Regions from separate parts of the Zea mays genome. Here region 1 is linked to region 2. The links are chromatin contacts, called in public Hi-C maps. All regions are on one chromosome and are shown on one strand. The core of a region is the stretch at or near the end of the contact, and the rest is flanking DNA. Distances in the headings are between cores, read along the strand shown.

What was found. Hi-C and Micro-C count contacts between places; a contact is called where the count stands out from the background.
Region 1: a contact with region 2 is called in a Hi-C map of endosperm, with 2.4 times the contacts expected there. The contact joins the promoter of LOC103635834 here to the promoter of LOC100282378 in region 2. A contact is called at or near these places in 2 of 25 Hi-C or Micro-C datasets (endosperm and leaf).

The regions. Positions count from the first base shown.
Region 1 is chr8:125,384,652-125,388,840 of Zm-B73-REFERENCE-NAM-5.0, forward strand. LOC103635834 (Protein RNA-directed DNA methylation 3) reads right to left here and starts at 1,771. Exons shown (of 21, transcript XM_008658209.3): 1 at 1,374-1,771; 2 at 477-721; 3 at 238-393. The coding sequence starts at 1,623.
Region 2 is chr8:125,147,852-125,152,654 of Zm-B73-REFERENCE-NAM-5.0, forward strand. LOC100282378 reads left to right here and starts at 3,326. Exons shown (of 6, transcript NM_001155289.2): 1 at 3,326-3,515; 2 at 3,619-3,693. The coding sequence starts at 3,370.

The sequences.
Region 1 (4,189 bases), core at 521-3,020, 240 kb after region 2:
TTGATTTTTCTAGATATATGTAGTTTTTGCTATGCACTTAGATATACACTATGTCTTCATACATTGTAAAAGCAATGCATCTAGAAAAGACAATACAGCTTATAATTTTGAATGGAGGGAGTATGTTATACATAACAGCGATAGAATAATAAGCACTGCACTACATGTCAACCAGCATGCTCTTTCTGTATGTATGAACTTTTTTTTCTCTTGCTGTAAAAGGAACAGATTGTGTACCTCTGTAACATCACAGGCCTTCTCCGCTTCAACAAAAACAAACCCTCTTATGTGATCAAGTGCAAATGCTGTAATAATTGGCACTTTGGTACCAATTTTTCGAAGGTCAACAAATTTTTGCATGAAGCAGAAGGCCATTTGGCGCTCACGCCCAACCTGGAAAGCAGTTAACCAAATCAGCACATCCACAACAAATGCTAGTCGAGCAATGCCAAGTCAAGAGTTTGGTAATCACAAACCATGCATTTAACTCTCCAAATAGTCGGCTCTTTGAGTGCACAATCCATGGAGAAAATGTCATCGTCTTCTCTAGAATAGCTCCGATCAGCAGCGTATTTCACACGATTACTGTATCGGTTCTTGATGAATTCCTCAAGTTCATCGCCACTAAGCTCCTCTTCCTTCACAAGAAATGGAAGAGGGTGTGACCTTTCAGTTCTTTTGTGACTCAGATTTTGTGCATGTTCCCCACCAGTAAAGAAACCTGCAGTGGACATAAACAAGATTACATGAGCAATCACTAGGCAATAATACCTTCAAATACATTTACGGTGAAAGAGTATGATATGACTATGAAATGACATTAATTCAATGATTAGTATAGAACATAGATCCTAGGCAACCAGATAATTGGTGACAACATTAAGCCAAAGTGCAATGTCAGTTTGCTGTAAGGCCTAACTGCTTGATGACACTGAGAAAAGTCAGACATCACATTTTGCTCAAGGACTAACTCCAAAACCAAAAATAACAAAATTTGCATTACTATCTATTAGCAAATAGGGATGATTTCGACCTCGTGCAACTACCACACTACTAAAATATCGGATTCTACAACTTTTAGGGTAGAAGTGAAATTTCTGCAGTGCTGTATAAGGGTTCCTGTCGTTAAGACGGGAAAACCCCTCAAAACCCCATCAATTAACACAGCTCACTCCTCAAAACCTAGGTGACAGAATAATAGATACAAGAGAGAGAGAGAGAGAGAGAGAGAGAGAGAGAGAGAGAGATCCCAAATTGCGCAGAACACAAACCCCCACATAATCCACATTGTGTAGAACACAAACCCCAGATGGATCCACTCGACCCATCCACTCTCACGCATGCCTCGGGGAACGAACCGAGTCCGTACTCACCATCATCGGTGTCATCCTCGGACTCGAGCTCGTCCTCCTCATAATCGTCGTCGACGCCAGCTACGTCGTCGACGAACTGGAGGACCCCGGCGCGGCGGCGGCGCTTCGCAGCGGATGACGACGAGGGCCCCGCCCCCGCGTCACTAGAGGCCATCCGCCGCTTCCCGCCGGACCCGGAGGCACCGCCAGCGCCAGCGCCAGGGCCAGGGGATTCGGCGGCCACCTGCTTACCCTTCCCCTTCACCGCCATGGCGGAGTAGGATGGAGTGGGGAATAGAAGACAAAGCGGCTCGCCGAGGTTAACCACTCCCGGCCAGGGCCAGGCCACCTTCCGTTTCCGAGGACGCAGAGGGAGGTTTGCAGATGCCCCCTTGAAGTAGTATAGAATTGCTTTTGTTTTTCTATCTTTGACCACCAACCGCAATAATATTCATTCAGTCGCAGGACTTATCAAAATACTCGCACCAACATGAATACCTTCCTATGATACGCATACACCCGTATTCAGGGGGTGTTTGGTTTCTAGGGACTAATATTTAGTCCCTTCATTTTGTTCTATTTTAGTATATAAATTGATAAATATAGAAACTAAAATTTTATAACTAAAGTGGAATAAAATGTAGGGACTAAAAATTAGTCCTTAGAAACCAAACACCCCCTTAGTCTCACGCGAGCTTGGTCGGGCAGATACAGTTTCTGGCGTATGTATAGATGTAGATAAATAGCCTGAAAATAATTTATTTTGCATCTACTTATGTAATCAATGTTCCTTGCATATAGTCAACCAAACAGACGCTCAACTAGAATCATCGTACGAGATGATTAAGGATGGAATGGTGCGGAGTAACCAATCAGGTAGATAGTTTTACGTAGTGTCATATCTTATGTTTTTAACCTTCAAACGTACCAAACTTATTCTTCTTTGCATGTCTTTTTTTCTCGCTAAAAATTAAACACACATGCGATCATATTGAAACTCATGTAGAACCAACATACATATACATATTATCTTTTATCAACATAACAACCATATAAATAAAAAACATATAGACTACAAATAAATAAGAAGATTATCATGTTCGTTACCAACGTAAACATCTAAAATAAATATGTATCGAATTTCATCACCAACATATTAATCATACACATAAAAACCAACTAGTAGTTTGCCCGTGCGTTGCGACGGCTTATAACATATTGTCGTAGAGAAAATTCTCCGGCCAGGTGGCGGAACGCACCCGCCCAAAATCCTTAGATGAGGAGGGAACCTAAGCGTTTTGTCTGTTACGTGGAATCGGGAAGAACACGAGAACACACAAGGGTTTAGAGTGGTTCGGGCCGCCGGAGCGTAATACCCTACTCCACTGTGTGGTGTATTGAGCTTGAGAGCTTGTATGAACTTGTGAGTCTGAGAGTCTAAGTGAGCTTGAGCCTAAGTTGGGTCTGCCTTGTAACGTCGTGTGCCCTCCCTTTTATAGATCAAGGGGGGCACGTACAATGATACTGAGCCCCGACATGTGGCCCAGGGGCAAAACGGAGGGAATACATTATAGAAGTATCAAATGTCAGTATCGCCCAGAAGATCTCCGAGCGCCATAATGTTCGTAGTGCATATAGTATTAATATCTCGCGGCTGCTTCCTCGGTAACGCGCGAGTCATGATGGGCACAGTGTATGCCGCAGCACGGGCGTACTGTCTGCCAATGGAATGGACAGGCACGCCGCCTGCGGGATGGCCTGGTCGCCGCCTGCCAGCGGAGTGGACAGAGCACATTAAATGCCGAGGCGGCACATCGCCTGCCAGCGGAGTGGACAGGGCTCATTAAATGCTGTGGCGGCACATCACCTGTTAGTGGAATAGACAGGCGGCGCGCCTTATCCGCAATAAATGCAGCGGCCGCGCGGCCCAGAGGCCTTACGTCAGGCTCCGCCCGCTCGCTTATGTCACGGGCAGTGGGCCACGTGGCAGCATCGGGTCTCCGCCTGAGCGGGGAGCAGATGCGTACACGGTATGGTCCGGACACGTGTCGGCTCTGGACCCCCGCCTGGCCTTGATTAAGGCCTGGGTATTCTTTGTCCCAGAATCCCGGGACCTTGCTGTGAGTGACCCGGACCCCACACAGAAGGGTCCGAGACCCGTCCCAGGGGTCCGGCTTACGCCCGTGGAAGTCCTGGACCTTACCCGGAGGTCCGGTCCGTACGTACAGGGGTCTGGCACTTTCCCTTGGAGGTCCAGACCCACTGTTGATACCTTGGAGCATATTGTCTTTCCTGGCCACGTGGCAACCCGGGAGCCATCCACGTGGTGGGGTCGGGTGCTGTTTACCACGCGACTAGAGATAGCCGCGTGGGCACCGTTGAAAGGGAAATAGGCTTACACCTTTTCCTAATTGATTTTGGTGGTTGAATTGCCCAACACAAATAATTGGACTAACTAGTTTGCTCTAGATTACAAGTTCTACAGGTGCCAAAGGTTCAACACAAACCAAAAAAAAGTCCAAGAAATGGTTCAAATAAAAAGGAGCAAAGAAAACTGAAGGCTGCCCTGGTCTGGCGCACCGGACTGTCCGGTGTGCCACCTGACAGTGTCCGGTGCACCAGGGAGAATTCCCTCCAATTGCTAAGCTTCGGGTTTCAGAAAATAGCTCTACGCTATAATTCATCGGATTGCCCGGTGTAGCACCGGACTGTCCAGTGTGCCAAGCGGAGCAACGACTACAGTGAACAGTGAACAGTGCCGACTGCACGCGCAGAGCCAGAGCAGGCGTCAGATGGCGCACCGGACAGTGAACAGGACATGTCCGGTGCACCACCGG
Region 2 (4,803 bases), core at 2,076-4,575:
TCAGGTACGAGGGTGACGCCCAGCAAGTCCTTTGCGAGCGTGCTGGCGTCGTCCGTCCGCTTGGAATTGGCGTGTTGCGGGGAAACAACGCTTGTCTTCGTCTCAGACGCGAAGTCAATGCCCGACGTGTCCCCCGTTGGGGCGTCGGCGCCGTCGACTCGCTCGACAGCCGACGAGGTGCCGCCTCCTGCTTGGCCTTGGTTGCCTCGCCTCCTCCTCCGTCGGCGGGGGAGGCAACGGGACAAACCCGAATGTTGTTCTTCCGCCACGTGGGGAAAACGTCGTCGATTCCGCCGTCGGCGGGCGGGTTGTTGGCCGCCATTGTCGCTGTCGCACGACGGGGGAAGGAGTATCACGTCGTAGCCGCCGTCGAGGGACATGAACTCAAGACTCCCGAAACGGAGCACCGTCCCGGGCTGGAAAGGTTGCTGGAGACTGCCCATCTGGAGCTTGACGGGAAGCTGTTCGTCAACACGCAGCAGGCCCCTACCTGGCGCGCCAACTGTCGGCGTTTCGACCCTGGGGGGTCCCTGGACCGACGAGTAAATTGTCGCTGCGTGCCCCAGCCCAGATGGGTCGGCGCGAGACGGAGCGCGAAGGGGGGAAAAAGCCGGAGGGAGGCAGGCGTAAAAGGGGAAACCCACGGCCTTCGTGTTTGTCCCGCGCCCAGGTCGGGTGCGCTTGCAGTAGGGGGTTACAAGCGTCCGCGCGGGAGGGAGCGAGAGGCCTATGCACGCGTCGTCCCGTCCTTCCCCGCGCGGCCAACCCTCTGTAAGAGGGCCTTGGACCTTCCTTTTATAGGCGTAAGGAGAGGGTCCAGGTGTACAATGGGAGATGTAGCAGTGTGCTAACGTGTCTAGCAGAGAAGAGCTAGTGCCCTAAGTACATGCCGTCGTGGCAGCCGGAGAGGTTTTGGCACCCTGTTCGTGTGGTGTCGTGGCCGTCGGAGGAGCGCTGGAGCCTGGCGGAAGGACAGCTGTCGGGGCTGTCGAGTCCTTGCTGACGTCTCCTTGCTTCCGTAAGGGGGCTGAGAGCCGTCGTCGTCATGGAGCATGCGGGGCGCCATCATTACTTGTTTACCGGGGCGAGCCAGATGGGACGCCGGTCTTGTTCCCCGTAGCCTGAGTTAGCTTGGGGTAGGGTAATGATGGCGCCTCCTGTGACGTGGTCGGTCCGAGCCCTGGGTTGGGCGAGGCGGAGGCTCCTCCGAGGTCGAGGTCGAGGTCGAGTCTGTCTTCCGAGGCCGAGGTCGAGTCCGAGCCCCTGGGTCAGGCGAGGCGGAGATCGTCGGTTGAGCCCGAGTCCGAGCCCTGGGGTCGGGCGAGGCGGAGTTCGTCGTCTTCCGGGGCTGAGCCCGAGTCCGAGCCCTGGGATCGGGCGAGGCGGAGTTCGTCGTCTTCCGGGGCTGAGCCCGAGTCCGAGCCCTGGGGTCGGGTGAGGCGGAGTTCGTCGTCTTCCGGGGCTGAGCCCGAGTCCGAGCCCTGGGATCGGGTGAGGCGGAGTTCGTCGTCTTCCGGGGCTGAGCCCAAGTCCGAGCCCTGGGGTCGGGTGAGGCGGAGCTTCCTATGGCGCCTGAGGCCGGACTTGGCCGCTGTCAGCCTCACTCTGTCGAGTGGCACAGCAGTCGGAGCGACGCGGACGGCGCTGTCTTCTTGTCAGACTGGTCAGTGGAGCGGCGAAGTGACTGCGGTCACTTCGGCTCAGTCGACTGAAGGGCGTGCGTCAGGATAAGGTGTCAGGCCACCTTTGCATTAAATGCTCCTGCGATACGGTCGGTCGTCGTGGCGATTTGGCCAAGGTTGCTTCTAGGCGAAGACCGTGCCTCGGGCGAGCCGAAGGTATGTCCGTTACTTGAGGGGGGCCTCGGGCGAGACATAGATCCTCCGGGGTCGGCTGCCCTTGCCCGAGGCTGGGCTCGGGCGAGGCGAGATCGTGTCCTTGAGTGGACCGAGTCTTGACTTAATCGCACTCATCAGACCTTTGCAGCTTTGTGCTGATGAGGGTTACCAGCTGAGATTAGGAGTCTTGGGGGTACCCCTAATTATGGTCCCCGACAAGCCCCGCCAAGGAACGACCGGTTCAGCCGTGAAAATTCATGCGCCAAAAAGGGAGTGATACGCATAAGGTTTGTTGAGATTTGAGTGGTCATCATCTAAAAAATTGGAGAGTTAGTTAGATACACATAGGACTGGGCGTTCGGTTCTTCGATTCGGTTCGGTTCGGTTTTTCGGTTCTTGTAGAAATTCGGTTCTTCAAAAACTAGAACCAAAATAGCAAGATAAAGAAACCAGAACCGACTAGTTCGGTTCTCGGTTCTTCGGTTCGGTTCCTCGGTTCTAACCGAACTGTAACAACCACTCTAAAATTCTGAATAACGACAACTTTTATGAAAAATTTCAACAACATCTCCCCACAAACAACCACAAGTGCACAATGACCATAATTTCATAGATAATACATGGATGATTAGATGTTCAACATAAGTCGATAAAATAACATCTGAAGTTACAAACACATGTAACAAATTGAATCTAATACTTTTGGGATTTTCGGTTCTTTCAGTTCTTTGGAGTGCAGAACCGAAAATATCTCATTTATTTCGGTTCTTAAAAAACATGAACCGAATTTCATAACGGTTCTTTCGGTTCGGTTAATTCGGTTTCGGTTCTTGGTTATTTCGGTTCCGGTTCTTTTTGCCCAGGCCTAGATACACATATACATAGAAACTTGAATATCTTTTTTACAACCCTCGAGACTCTAAATTTAGCTAGAATTTGTATCTAAACTGTTGGAGTTGCTCGACACTTTTTTTTTTATTTCGACGGCCCCAAACCGTTAGCTATAGCGGACAATAGCAGCAACCAACAACAAAACGATACATAAAAAACCCGGATCCTTCTCAAACCGGTATAGTCAAAAGATAACGATGGATATAGCCAAAAATAACGATAGCTGGAGATACCTTAGTATTTCTTAAACTTTTTGTTGGAATTTTTTTATATTCACTTAATAAGGAAAAACAAGGAAATAAATCATGTACATACATCATACTACTCAAACCCACCCACGAATAGTTCAGAGACTCTAATACATATCTCTAGGGAACTGAACCTAATAAAAAACAGTAAAAGATTCGATATATTTATGTAGCCTATTTCCAGCCGTATTACTTATTTATCTAATATTTTAAACTTTACTATGCAATTATTTTGCGCTATCAGTATCTAATCACCAAACCCAACAAGCAAACCCCACCAGGGCGGACGGGCCTAAGGCTGGGCCCACCTCACAGTCTAAAAGAGGGGAGCCAACTTCTTCCCAGTTCATACGGGCCCGTGTCTCAGCGCACACCTCTTCGTGCTCGCTCCCATGGAGGCCACCCCGATCTCCATGAAGCCACCGGCGCCACCCCCGGTCACTCTGGAGCCCATAGAATTGTCAACGCATGCCGTCGGACTGACCGAGCTGGAGCGATCCAGCATGAACCAGCTCGCAATAGCGCCGGACCCCAAGCGGTGAGGGTTCGGCGGCCCCGGACCTGGGGGGCTTCGGTTTGTCGATCTGGGCGCGCCTTCGGCGTTCTGAGTCGTCTGATTTTTGGGGTTTTGTGCTGAGCAGGCAGAGGGTGGAGGAGGCTGCGGATGGCAACGGGTGCAAGCATTGCGCCTGCAAGAAGTCCAGATGCTTGAAGCTGTAAGAAACCTACTGTTTCGACCGTTTTGTTTTGGTTCTGTTGGCCAGTCTCAGTACGGAGTCAGTTTTTCCTATAGTGATTAATGTCCTTATCCGCCTAATTAAGAGAGCGGGGGGGGGATGTCCGTTTTGGTTACAGTGGAAGGGGATTGTTGCGGATTTTTACTGGTTTAGTTCCTTGTAATCAGTGGTTTAAGTCAGGATTTTGGTTGTAATTTGTTGTCTAATCCTCTTAGGCCGTTGTTTCAATAAGCTCAACCTTCTCTCGTAGGCGATGTAAATTTCAGGTGTTTGTCAAATTTGAGTGCTGTGTTGTTCTCAAAATAAACCCAAAACGCATTTTTAGCATCTGTGCACTGTTGCACATTATTCAATTACTTCAGGGTCTCTCTGTAGGTTGTCTCTAGTACACTCTGAAGTCTGAACCATGGACCTCAAGATAGGATGTCATATACCTGTATGATCAACCTACTAGAGCTAGTGTTAAAGTCATACTTACTGATTTCGTCTTAAGATGGAATCAGCATCTTCTTATTCTACTGCTCCATGGAGCAAACTGTGTAGATCAAAACGATGTTAGTCTAAATGATGGGAAATTCAGGTGTTGATTCGAGTGTGCCCAGTGAAGCTTGCCAAAACTTGGCACTTGGATGGGCCAGTCTGCCAGTGTTTGACAAACACATTCCCTGTTAATTACATCTGATATGTTTCTTTTCATTCTTGGCCAAATACTTTTCATTCCTTAGCTAAAATGCTTGGAAGAAAAACTTTTGGTCACAGCCATATGCCCCTACTAGGGATTTTATGTGCCAGTCTATGCCATTGATGAAAATGTGAACTATATGGAACTCAGAACTAGCAATTCAGTATGTTACCTTGTCAACACCTAGGAGTCCAGTTGACCTTGGGTGAATGCCATGACTGCATGTTGCTTTGTAGACATGCGGTTGGTGGAGTTGGGTGTCACTTGTGTAGGCATTGGATCTTCGACTGGGTTGAAGCCTTTGCAGCCTCCATGTTGAGGAGCCCTAGATCAGTCCATTCCTGGGCTGGGTTAGGATTATATCCAAGCGATTGGCTTTGCAGATCTAAACACTGCCGTCACCATGC